Linked DNA regions of Mus musculus: all the other regions are linked to region 1. Evidence: chromatin contacts called from public HiChIP or PLAC-seq and promoter capture Hi-C data. All regions are on one chromosome and are shown on one strand. Each heading gives the region's core, a stretch centred on a gene start, on an enhancer-like site or on the middle of the called end of the contact. The rest is flanking DNA. Distances are from core to core; before and after follow the strand shown.

Region 1 (4,526 bases), core at 1,406-3,905:
CTCCTCTTCTCCCTCCTCCTCTTCACAGGGTCTCAAAACCGGTAGCCCAGTTGGGCCTGGAACTCTACATCTTCCTGCTTCAGTCTCCCAAGTGCTGGGGTCACAGGCACCATCTACCATGCCAGCCTGGTAGTGACTTTTTGCTTTTGAGACAGGGGCTCAACTGTGTAACCTTGGCTGATCTAAAAGCTTGCTTTGTAGTCCAAGCTAGCTTTGAACTCATAGGAATCTATCTGCCTCTGCCTCCCAACTGCTGCGATTAAAGGCACCCCCAACCCAGACTAATCAGCCTAATAATAATAATAATAATAATAATAATAATAATAATACAGTATTTCATTGCTAATTATGTGTGTGTGTCTGTGTGGAATGTGTACATGAGTGCAGGTGTACCAGGAGGTGCCACATTTCTTGGAGTTGGAGTTGAAGGTGGTTGTGACACCCCCTGACCCCGTGGGTGCTGGGAATTGAATGTTGTCCTCTGCAAAGGCATCAAGTGTTCTTAACAACTGAGGGAATCCCCACCCCCCACTACCTAGAACCAAGTTGTTTATTTATTTATTGGTTTTTTCGAGGCAGGGTTTCTCTGTATAGCCCTGGCTGTCCTGGAACTAACTTTGAAGACCAGGCTGGCCTTGAACTCAGAAATCTGCCTGCCTTTGCCTCCCAAGTGCTGGGATTAAAGGCATGAGCCACTACACCCGGCTAGAACCAATTTATTTTATTTATTTATTTTTAAAAATACATTTACCTTTATTTTATGTGCATTGGTGTGTTGTCTGTATGCATGTCTATGTGAGAGATCCTGGAGTTACAGAAAGTCGTGAACTGTCCTGTGGGTGCTGAGATTTGAACTTGGGACCTCTGGAAGAGCACTTGGTGCCTTCAACCACTGAGCCATCTCTCCAGCCCCCAGAACCAATTTTTGAAATGTTATTTTACTGTTTTTTTTTTTTTTTTTTTGAGACAGAGTCTTACTATGTGGCTTAGGGGCCCTAGAGATCCTCCTGCCTCTGCCTCCCCCATGCTAGGACTAGAAGCGTGGGCATGCATGCTTGTCTTTATCTTCCATCCGTCACGAGTCTATTACACAGCATCTGTTCTTTCTCCAAGCAACACAAGTTGCCTAAAATACATTTTTATTGTTTTTTTTTTCCTCTTTTTTTTCTGCTTACACACTCAGACTTCCATTCTCCCTGCCTTCTCACCAACACTGATTCAGAGACCTCTGAGTCTATCTTGCAGTCTGCAGTTCCCAAGATCACAAATAAAGGCGTCTCTCGTTTGCCGTTTTCTGAGTTTGTATTGATTGACAACTGCAGAATGGCAGCCTGTGAATTTGAATCCTGAGTGTAAAGATGTAGGCAAATCTGTAACCTGTTTGTGCTTGAGTCTCATCTGTTAGCACGGCACGAATCACAATAAATGGGGGCTGGAGATGCCACTCAGTTGGTAGAGTCATTGCCCGACATGAGTTGAAGGCCTGGGTTTGGTTCCTAGAACCAAACAGAACATGTATGGTAGCACAGGCAGGCAGATCAGGATTTGGAAGTGACTGAAGTTCGAGGACTGCCTGAGATACACGAATCCTCAGCTGCACAGCCAGTTGTCAGCCTCTTTGGGCTACAGGAAACCCTGTCTTAAAAAACTAACCACTAGCCGGGCGTGGTGGCCCACGCCTTTAATCCCAGCAGGCAGACAGATTTCTGAGTTCGAGGCCAGCCTAGTCTACAAAGTGAGTTCCAGGACAGCCAGGGCTATACAGAGAAACCCTGTCTCGAAAAACCAAAACAAACAAACAAACAAACGAACAAAAAAACTAACCAAAAAAACTAATCACCGCCAGGCGTGGTGGCACACACCTTTAATCCCAGCAGCACTCGGGAGGCAGAATCAGGCAGATTTCTGAGTTCGAGACCAGCCTGGTCTACAAAGTGAGTTCCAGGACAGCCAGGGCTACACAGAGAAACCCTGTCTCGAAAAACCAAAAACCAAACCAAACCAAACCAACCAACCAACCAAACAAAAAACCCCTAACTACCACTGTACAAGGGTCAGGCAGAAGAATTACATGTTCAGAGACTTTCTGGGGAATTTGGTGACACCCTCTTTCAAAAATAAAGTAAGGAGTGAGCTGGGAGGGTGGGGGGAATGGTGGTGTGCAGCTTGGAGGTACAACACTTGATATCAAGTATAATGCCTTGGGTTCAATACCGGCGACTGCAAACAAAAATCCCTGCTCCCGCCCCCCAACCCCCAACCATTCTCCAAGGGGTTGAGGCAGAAGGTTGAGAGTTCCAGGTCTGCTGCGACACTGAATTGTCGACCAGCAAGGCCATAGTGACTCGGCATCTCAAAAACAAATAGTAATACTTAAAAGATGCTGGGGCTCAGGGGTGGGGTGGGGTGGGGGAGCACAAGATGCAGTTCAGGGCTTGGTACCAGCCCTGGGCTGGATTCCTCACATTGCAAAGGTAAAGAGAGGCGTTAGATACCGTTCGGCGCCTGACCTTGATTTAATCACCAGATATGGTTTTCTTTTATTACCACCACCCGCGCCTTCCCGCCACCTTCCCTGGGCGTTTTCAGCCTGCTCCTCTTCGCACCCTCCCTCCCCGCAGGCGCGCTGCGCGACGCTGAGTCAAGCTGCGCCCAGTTTGGGCGGGGCCCGCGCCTGCGCACTGGCGTCTGCGGCGAGGTTGGGGGGTAGATTTATATTCGTCTGGTCAGCTGACGTTCTGCATTGCAGCCTGCGAAGTGAAGCGGCGCCATGTACGCCCTCGCCCTCTTCGCCAGCCTTCTGGCCACCGGTGAGCTTAGAAGGGTCCCCTGGTCTGGTAGAGAAGAACGCTATAGCGTCCCCTGGGTCCCGGGAACCGGGCAGTCCTGCGGTACCGGCCTCGCCCTCCGCTCGCTTCCCGGGGCGCGCTTAGGCAGGCCTCGCTGTGCGCAGGCGCAGATCGGGGCTGGTGGCGGAGGGGGACCTGTTCCAGATTCTCTGCACTGGGGGACCACTGGGAGGTGGGAGAGACGTCTTGTCCTGTGTGTGCAGGCCTTGTGCAAGGCCTTGCGGGTGACTGCGGTTCTCCCTGGGATGGAGGTTGGGAGAGGTCACTCGATGACCTCTTCCGTCGCTGTGTTGACTCTATCCTGGTGTAGGTGATAGACATGGCCTTGAAGCCCCATCCTGCAGGTCAGGTCGGCCCGTGACCTCTGTCCCAGACTGCACTCGTATGGGAGTTGCAGGAAGCGTCTTTGTGTCTGCCCCGGGCCGGGGGGTGATTTTTTTGGCTTCTGTGTGAACTCAGGAGCGTAGTAGGTCTTGGAGGGAATTGTGTAGTCCCGATTGCATTGGAACTCTTAATTTTTTTGTTTGATCTGGCAAAGCCATTGGCCAGCCTTTATTTTATAGCAAGTGTTTCTAAAATGATTTTTCTTAAAAGCACTGCAGGTTGGCAAGGCAGCGCCAGGGGACTCACACTTGGAAGGCATAGGTAGGAGGATTTTGAATTTGAGGTCAGCCTGTGCTACACAGAAAGCTCAAGGCTAGTCTGGACTGTGTATGAGATTTTTTTTTTTTTTTTTTTTGTGCAAGAAAAATGAAAAGAAACGCACTTGGTCCTGCTTGCTCTGTGTCATACATAACTCGTGAGTTCTGATTCACCCACACCACCAAAACCAGACTTCTTTTTCTCTCTCTCTGTAGTATGGGCCATTGAACTTGGATCGTAACACACGGTAAACGAACATCCTCTACTGAGTCACACTATACCCCTTACCTGTTTCCTTGGAAAAATTATTTCTAATACACATGTAGTTCATTTGACTGCCAGTCTAGTTAACTGGGTTCCTTCTTCCTTCTTAGGTAGATGGGAGGACCCTGATGGCCTTGGTCTAAAACTCCAGGCTCTGTGCCTCACGTCAAGGTCATACTGAAGAATGGTAGCTTGTCTTGACTGTCCACCATTGAGTTGTTGGTTGTCTATGATGACTGCAAACCACGTGTGCTCCCTGAGGCTCTTAGGACTTATGGGCTCAGTGTGGCACTACTGTAGTTCAGGGTGCCACTCATAGCTTGCCTTTTAATGATGTTCTGGGTGCTTAGAATGTTCCAGGTCCCGTCTAGTCTTCACAAAGCCCTGGAGGTACAGACACTTGGTTTTGGTTACTCTCCAGCCCTCCAGCCTGACTGCCTTTCCCACCTAGACAGAAAACAAAGAATGCCAAAAGAATGAAAGGCCAGTTTAACCTCTGCCCATTTTCAGGCCCCATGGTAGAGGGAGAGCTCTGACTCCGGTGGGTTTTCTTTTGATCTCCAGAAACAAATGTAGATGTGCGTGCACCCCACCACACACACACACACACACACACACACACACACAAGCCTAACCAGCAGGGGACATCATTTGCTGCCTGCAGTGGTAGCCCCCCGACTCCATGCTGAGTCTTGCCTGCTTGCAGGAAACGAAGTGCCATATCTTAGTGCAGTGCCAGGACATGCAGTTGGGGGATTGCTCCAGTGGGAA
Region 2 (4,241 bases), core at 745-3,244, 1.2 Mb after region 1:
TGTTTCAAGAAAAGCAAGAGGAAAGGAAGAGAGAAGGAAAAGACCATATAAGGAAGCTGTCTTCAGCCAGGCAGTGGTGGCTCACGCCTTTAATCCCAGCACTCGGGAGGCAGAGGCAGGCAGATTTCTGAGTTCAAGGCCAGCCTGGTCTAGAGAGTGAGTTTCAGGACAGCCAGGGATACACAGAGAAACCATCTTGAAAAACAAAAATAAACAAAGCTGTCTTCAGCAACTTAAACCACTACCCTCTCACCAGATCTCCACTGTCTTTCCTTAAACCTGGCTCTCTCTAAGGAGTGCAGCTTCCCTCCTGCCTGGGTCATTTGGAAGGTCTTTCCGGACATTTATGCCTTTCTGCCATCCCTTTTCTGGACCGGCCTGGCTGGATCCTCTGCCAACTTTTCTCCTAGATGTTTGCTTTGATTTTTTTTTTTTTTTTTTTTTTTTGCCCCCTTCCTTGTTTGGTTGGTTTTTTTGTTTGTTTTTTTGAGACAGGGTGTGACACTGTAGCACAGGCTGTCTTGGAACTCTTTTTTTTTTTTTTTTTTTTTTTTTGAGACAGGGTTTCTCAGTATAGCCCTGGCTGTCCTGAAACTCCTCTGTAGACCAGGCTGAACTCCAAATCCGCCTGCCTCTGCCTCCCAAGTGCTGGGATTAAAGGTGTGTGCCACCACTGCCTGGCCTTGGAACTCATTATATTGCCAGGGCTAGCCTTAAACTGCCATTCTCCTACCCCGTCTTTCTGGAGTAGTAGGGTCACAGCCCTAACTACCACACACAGCCTTCTGGACTGCTGTCTCTTGGTGTTGGCAAGGTCCCCTTACTCTGTGCCTTCCAATTGCACAAGATTCCAGGATGGCCAGGCCCACTTTTAAGTGATTGGTTAGGAGTCCTGTCTCATGATCAGCGATCTATAGACTGTAAGGGCTGCTAACCAAATCTTCACCCTCTAGCTGAAGCCCAGCCCCCGGGGTCACCAAAAGAAGGCAAAGTTCTGAGATTAGGGACAGAAAGCCAGTTCCCTTCATGAAGGCACCGGAAGAACCCCTTCCAGGCTCCTCCCTCTTAGAGAACAGCCCAGAAAAGAGACAAACAACCTTTGCGCTTCCTCCTCTCGTGACCAATTCAACATACTTTATTTACCTCTTCTCCAGTGATAGTAAACGGATCCCGGCCATCTTTTGAAAAGCAACTTCAGGAACCTCCCTTTGCATCGCTTTTTTCTACAAGCCCTTTCCCTAGGATCAAGCAACCTAACCCGACTAGTGTGTGCTGTTTGACAAAGCACCTTTAAAACCGCTCTTCGAAAGCCCTGATCTGAAACCTGACAGCGCCTCTACCAAAGCCAACAACTTCTTGGATACCAAAGGAGCTATTTTACACGTCCCACTTGTGGGAGCTGGGGCTCCCCCAACCTTTGATGACTCCTCTAACAAAGTAAACAATGCTGTCAAAGGAGGCTAACACTGGGCGAGGCATGCAGAGTGCATGCCAGCCTCGTCTCGGAACTCTCGGCGCAGCCAGACCAGTCATCTTAGGCTTCCGCGCCAGGTCCGTCTCCCCGACTTCCCTCTCCCCAAAGCCCGTAGGACAGCTCCAGAGGCAAGCCCCGCTGCGCAGAATGCACGGTCTGCAGCACACCGTACGGGCAGCGGGGAGGAAGCTGTTGGTCGAGCATGCAGTGCCACGCGCCAGCCGTGATGGCGGGCAGGCCGGGCGCGGCTCACCTCCCGGCGTTGTGGAGAACAGCGTCCCCCCGGGCGTGGTGCAGTAGTCCTGAGGTAGCTGCGCGGCGTCGCTGATAGCCACGGTGCGCGTGGGGATGGCGCGGCTCTGGCTGGGCTGGTGGCTACCACCGGCCGACGCGGACATGGCTCCGACGCGGGCTCGAGGCTTTGTGCAGCAGCGGCGGCGGCGGCGGCGGCGGCGGCGGCGGGGCCGGGCGGCTCTGGCTCCTCACGCTCGGCTCTCAACTCGCCTGCTCTCGCCCGGTCGTCCCGCTGCGATACCGCTCCCGCTGCCGCCGCCGCCGCCGCCGCCCGGTCCTCCGGCCTCCGCCTGCAGCCTCAGCAGCAGCAGGAGCAGCAGCGGCAGCAGCGGCAACGATGACTACCGGAAGCGGTCGAAGGCGGGAGCAAGGGGTAGTAGAGGGAGGGACAATATGGAAGCCGGACGTGACGTTGGAGGGCGTGTCTGAGGCGAGTGGGCGGGTAGCTGGGGGCGTGACTGAGGCAGCCGAAGGCTAGAGGCAGAGGGTGAACCCGGAAATCCGGGAAAAAGGAAGTGTTGAAGGGTGGAGCCTTAGGGTGGGCGGGACTTTGAGGGGCGGGGCTGAGTTCAGAGGAACATAATAGACTCCCAGTGAAGCTGAGTGTAGGTGATTAAGGCACGCGGGAGGGGGGGGAAGCGGGGTGTGTGTGTGTGTGTGTGTGTGTGTGTGTGTGTGTGTGTGTGTGTGTGTGTGTGTGTGTGTGTGTGTGTGTGTGTGTGTGTGTGTGTGTGTGTGTGTGTGTGTGTGTGTGTGTGTGTGTGTGTGTGTGTGTGTGTGTGTGTGTAATTGTTTGTGGTGTGTAAGTGTGGACTAACAGTACTTTCTTAGGGCTTACTTCATATTCCCATCTATATCTAACCATTAAAAGTATAACTCGGGCTGGAGGGATGGCTCAGTGGTTAAGAGCACTGTCTTCTAGAGATCCTGAGTTCAAATCAGCAACCACATGGTGGCTCACAACTATCTGTAATGGGATCCGATGCCCTCTTCTGATGTGTCTGAAGACAGCTACAGCGTACTCATATACATAAAATAAATAAATAAATCTTTTTAAAAAATTATAACTCTGGGAGCCCACAAGATGGCTCAGCAGGTAAAGAAAGGCATTTGTCACCAAGCCTGCAGACCTGAGTTCCACCACCCAGAAGCCACAAGGTGAAAGGGGAGACCGACTCTCCCAAGTTATCCTCTGACTTCTCCACTAGTCCATGAGCACCCATCTGCCTGCCCATAAATAAATAAATGTAATCAAAGTTTTTGTTTGTTTGTTTGTTTGTTTGTTTCGTTGGTTGGTTTTTCGAGACAGGGTTTCTCTGTATATCCTGGCTGTCCTGGAGCTCACTTTGTAGACCAGGCTAGCCTCGAACTCAGAAATCCACCTGCTTCTGCCTCCTGAGTGCTGGGATTAAAGTCGTGCACCACCACACCCAGCTAATCAAAGTTATTTTAAGAAGTATAATTTTAATTGCTCATTATTAAAGGAAAGCAATGCGTACACGATGAACTAAGGGTTTAACCATCAATGACTCTGAGGAAGGGCTCAGTAGTTAAGAGCGCTTGTTGCTGTTGCAGAGCACCGAGAGGACCAGAGTTTAGTACCTAGCACACTTGTAGTGGCTCAGAAGCACCCATAACTCCAGTTCAGGGAATCTGACCTACCTTATCTTCTGATCTCTGCAACACCAGGCAGAGATGTAACATGATGTAACATGATGCATTTACATATATGTAGACAAAGCACTACAAGAAATAGCAGGATAAGCCGGGCATGGTGGCGCACGCCTTTAGTCCCAGCACTCGGGAGGCTGAGGCAGGTGGATTTCTGAGTTCGAGGCCAGCCTGGTCTACAGAGTGAGTTCCAGGACAGCCAGGGCTACACAGAGAAACCCTGTCTCAAAAAAAAAAAAAAAAATAGCAGGATGGTTAGGAGTGTAAGGTTCACCTAAGCTTCACAACTAGTTTGAGGCCAGCCAGGGATACAAGAGACTGTCTGAAAAACTAATGAAAAGAACAAGATGAGGAGACAGGTCCACTTGTAAGATTGCTTACTATGTAAGCATCAGGACTTGAGTTCAATTCCCATCATCCACATAAAAAAAAAAAATTTTTTTAAAGTCCAGACATTCCAGCACTTGGGAGGCAGAGGCAGGTGGATCTCTGCGTTTGAGGCCAGCCTGGTCTACTGAGTAAGTTCCAGAACAGGCAGGACTACACAAGAGAAACCTTGTCTTGAAAAGACAACAACAACAACAAAAACCCAAGGCCGTATATGAAGCATCCCCCATGCTGTGGAGAGCAGAGGCTGGGGTTATAACTGGGGCTTGCTGGTTTCCACCCCAGCTCAAAGTTCAATGAGACCCTGTTGCAACGTATCCTGGTTAGATTTTTTTTTCCTTAACTTGACACAAGCTAGAGTCCTCTGAGAAAGAAAACCTCAATCGAGACAGTGTCTTCATCAGATTGAGACCTT
Region 3 (4,299 bases), core at 38-2,537, 1.8 Mb before region 1:
TAGACAAGGTAAAGTTTATTCCAAACAACAAAGGTTGTCTCTCTCAGGAAAAGCTGAGAGAAGGGAGATGGGGGAATATGTATCTGGGGAGGAGGGAAGCAAAGAGCCAGGATGCTGGCAAGGGGGCTTTGAATTGTATAACAAGTACTTGTAAGTATGGACTGGGGAGCCTGGGGGCTAGCGCAGAGCTGTAAATCCATTTCTGCCAGAGGTAAGGGAAATTACTCCTTTGGTAGATAGGAAACAGTTTCACAAGTTACTAAGGAATGCAGGCTTTTCCTAACCACTAGAAATCCTCCACAGTCCAGACTGAGTCTAAGTTAGATCCAATTTTGGAGTCAGTGGCATTTTTGGGGGATGGGTGGGGTACCCTTTGTATCTGACAATAAGGTATTTAACATCTGGAACTGCACCACTCTAACCTCTCCACTGCGGTTTTGATCAGTCTTTGCAGACAAAGGTTCTTTTCAGCAGTTGTCGTTTACGACAGTTTATTCACAATCTTGAGACTATTACTTAAAACTTTGTGTGTGTGTGTGTGTGTGTGTGTACATGAGGACGTGTGTGTGTGGGTTCTACGGGGGTCAGAACCCGGATTTAGATAGATGCCCTGGAACCGGCTGCTGAGAACTGAACTTCGGTCCTTCAGAGGACCAACAAGCACTCTTAACTGCGGAGCCATCTCTCTAGCACGAAGAGATTATTACTTTTAATATTCTAATATAATCTGTTCTGCTCATTGTTAAGTCACAAAACAGGCCCCTGAAGGCAATTGTTGCTGACAGCGTCCTAACGGCCGCCTCGATTCTTACCCAAACAGAAACCTAAAGTCATCATTTCTTAAAACCTCGTGAAGCCTGTTTCTGTTTGCCAGGAAAGCCACCACTTCCTCCTCTGCCCCTAACCGTCAACTACCCCGTGAGGTGCATCTCATCACGTAACGCTAATATTTCCACTCCGATTTATCTAAGCATAAAGACACTGTTCAACCAATATTAACCTTTATTCTGCTGAAACCGGAGGCAATGACGACGTTTGTCTCTTTAGAAGGAAATCAAGTGTTGACCAGATGCAGCACCCGAAAAGGTCGGATTTATTAGGGCACTGCCATTTTAGGTCCGCTTTGTGACGTAGCACCAGTGAAATCTATAAAGCCTTTCCCGGGGAAAGGGAGTTCGTCTCGATCGTTTGCGAAACGGTCACGTGGTCTGGAGCGCGGGCGTGGCGGGGTGACAGCGAGCAGGCGCTCCAGGCCGCAGCGCGGCGCACAGTGATGACGCGCGCCGCACGCCCTGTGCCCATCCGTTCGCGACGGAGCTGCGTCACCGGTGTTCGGCGCTCACCTCCTGGAGCCCGCAGTCGCTGTAGGCCCCAGGGCTGGTCTGCCGCTCCTGGGGAGCCTGGTCCGCGGCGCGATGAGGCGTAGCAAGGCCGACGTGGAGCGGTACATCGCCTCGGTGCAGGGCTCCGCCCCGTCGCCCCGAGAGGTAAGCGGGTCTGGTCCGGTGGCGGTGGCGCCGGTGTCATGGCTCCCGGCGGCCTCGGCTCCCCGCTGGAGTGGAGGCGGTCGCGGGCGGCGTGGCGCTGCTGAGCACCGGAGGCGTGGGGACTGCGGCCGCCAGCGTTTCCTCTTCATGGCTATCCGCGGGCCCACTCGGGCCTGGCTTCTTCGGCCTCCGCTCCGTAGGCCGTCGTGGGGCGCTCTGCGGGGTTCGCCCGCCCGCCCGCCCGGCGTCGTCGGTCTCCCGGATAGCTAGGCCCTGTCACGGCTGCCGTGTCTCGGGGGGAGGCTGACACCGCGCGGCGGTGGGCTTGCACGGTTGTGTGGGTGGCTCCACGGACGAAGCAGGGCGGGAAGGAAGGGCGCGTCAGCATAAACGACACGGAAGGCCCATAATTTAAGTCTTCTAGTGCTGTGCCCCGCTTCCCCAAACCCCTTTTGGAGGCTGCTAGTCGGAATTCCTTCTAGGCGGTAGTTGCAATACCTTAACATTTCTAACGTTATTTCGCAACGTGTTTTGTGTGTGTGTGTGTGTGTGTGTGTGTTTAAGATCATTAACGTTGTGTTTATTTTGGGTTCTTAAAGAGTGTTGGCCGGTGGAGAGAGATGTACAGAGGCTCTACAGTCAGTTATTTTTTGGGCGGGGGAGGGGTGTGTTGAACAATCAAGTTCTACCATTGGTAAACTAACTTGGTACAGTATAGACTCTTCATCAGTAAACGGCATTTTGACCTTGTTAGTGTTATTTAGTGTTACCGAGGATGATTCGTGTTAACATTTAGGGCAGACTTTGAGATACAAAGAGTCAGAGGGCTTCAATTTTTGTTTACAAACGCCCAATTCAGTTGTGTATATATATATATATATATATATATATATATATATATATTTTACATTCTGTCTCTGAGGGTTTTATGGTCATCTATATAAACCAAAGTTCATGAACATACAAGTCAAATGGCATAATTTTTGTTGTTGTTGTTGTTGTTACTTAAAGTCTCTTCTTTAGATGGCTTCTGCAGGTTAAATAATCCAGTCCAGCAAATCTACAACCCCTCCCCCAAAGCGATTTTAAAAGTCTCAAGTTCATTTAGTGCTGGTATGCCCAAAGTGGGAAATTTTACACCCAGTTTCCTCTGATGGATCAAAATCAGAATGCCATGGTACAAGAGTTATATGAAAGTGCTTTTGGGTTTCTGTCTATAAGGTGTACATTTTAGATAAATGTGTTTATATTAGATTTAGGATTTGTTACCAGGATATCTAACATGCTTGAAGATATTTAAAAATCTAAAAAAACAAGACCCTGAAATCTAAAAATGCCAAGCATTTCAGATAAAGCATACTAAAGTATCTAATACTATTGTATTAATTGTATGTAAATGTGTAAATGGTTGTTAAATTATGTTAGGAACCATTTCAAAGTCTCTACATATTCAAATATGACTTTTGAGTTGTTTTTCTTTGTTTTGAGACAGAGTTTCTATTATGTTCTGGAACTCACTGTGTAGATCAGGCTGGCCTCAAACTCACAGAGATCCACCTGCCTCTTCTTCCCAAGTTCTGGGATTGAAGGTGTGTGCCACCACATCCTGCTACTATTTTTTTTTTAATATTTATCGAAGGTTGGTTGGGTTGGTTATATTGATTTGGATAGTATGACAACTATAAGACATTTTTTGTTTTAACTAGTTCCATTGTTCAATTTTTTTTTTTTTTTTTCTTTTTGGACAGGGTTTCTCTGTATAGCTCTGGCTGTCCTGGAACTCATTTTGTAGACCAGGCTGGCCTCAAACTCAGAAATCCGCCGCCTGCCTCTGCCTCTGCCTCCCAAGTGCTGGGATTAAACGTGTACGCCATCATGTCCAGCTCAGTCATAATTCTTATTTCCAATTTTTTTTGTATTTTTAAAAAAGATGATGCTAAACGCGTTCTATTAAGAAATAATGCCACAGGCCCTTCTTTTCTGTGTTCCTGGTGACCTCTTTTTCTATTTATGAATTTGGTTATTTTTTATTTTTCATTTGTAGAATCTTATATTTGTCCTGTTAGTATATTTTTAAGGTCATCCATGTTGTAGCAGGTGTTGGGAGAATTATTCCTTATTAATTCCTTATTATTATTACTACTATTAATCTTTTCTTTTAAAGGTTTTATTTGTATTTATATGAGTACACTGTAACTGTTTTCAGGCACACCAGAAGAGGGCATCAGATTCTATTACAGATGGTTGTGAGCCACCATGTGGTTGCTGGGAATTGAACTCAGGACCTCTGGAAGAGCAGTCTGTTTTCTTAACTGCTGAGCCATCTCTCCAGCCCCTATTGTTATTCTTTAAATAGTTTTTCAGATGGGGTTTCTGTGTGTAGCCCTGGCTATCCTGGAACTAACTTTGTAGATCTGGCTAGTTTGAATTCAAGAGAGCAGCCTGCTTCTTCTGCTATAGTGGCATTGAGTGCTGGGATTAAAGGCGTGTGCTACCACTGCCCAGCTTTTTTGTGGGGAGCGGTGAGTGGCTGAATATTTTAATATTATAAGATAATTTTTAAGATATTTATAAGTTAACATTATAAGATTATATATTACCTTAGGTATGCTACATGTGGTTATTCATTCACTGTTGATTGACACTTAGGTTGTTTATATCTTTTGCCTAATACATATAATGCAACAAACATTGATATAAAAACATTTGAGTGCTTGCTCACCAATGTTCTGCTTGATACTTAAGCTTAATACCTTACTACATTTTATTTTGGGAGCGTGTGTGTGTGTGTTTATGTATGTATATGTGTATG

Evidence for each region. HiChIP or PLAC-seq counts read pairs in DNA pulled down with a chosen protein or histone mark. Capture Hi-C pulls out chosen DNA fragments and counts their contacts.
Region 2: a promoter capture Hi-C map of adipose tissue shows a contact between it and region 1, with 2.7 times the contacts expected there. The contact joins the promoter of Eif4ebp2 here to the promoter of Psap in region 1. A contact is called at or near these places in 3 of 39 promoter capture datasets (the C10 cell line, hippocampal neurons and liver), 1 of 115 datasets of contacts at active chromatin or transcription factors (astrocytes) and 1 of 9 other capture datasets (adipose tissue).
Region 3: an H3K27ac HiChIP or PLAC-seq map of thymic regulatory T cells shows a contact between it and region 1, with 6 times the contacts expected there. The contact joins the promoter of Ranbp2 here to the promoter of Psap in region 1.

Annotation. Positions count from the first base shown.
Region 1 is chr10:60,274,973-60,279,498 of GRCm38.p6, forward strand. Psap (prosaposin) reads left to right here and starts at 2,656. Exons shown (of 15, transcript NM_011179.3): 1 at 2,656-2,810. The coding sequence starts at 2,771.
Region 2 is chr10:61,450,675-61,454,915 of GRCm38.p6, forward strand. Eif4ebp2 (eukaryotic translation initiation factor 4E binding protein 2) reads right to left here and starts at 1,995. Exons shown (of 3, transcript NM_010124.2): 1 at 1,728-1,995. The coding sequence starts at 1,872.
Region 3 is chr10:58,445,565-58,449,863 of GRCm38.p6, forward strand. Ranbp2 (RAN binding protein 2) reads left to right here and starts at 1,288. Exons shown (of 29, transcript NM_011240.3): 1 at 1,288-1,487. The coding sequence starts at 1,416.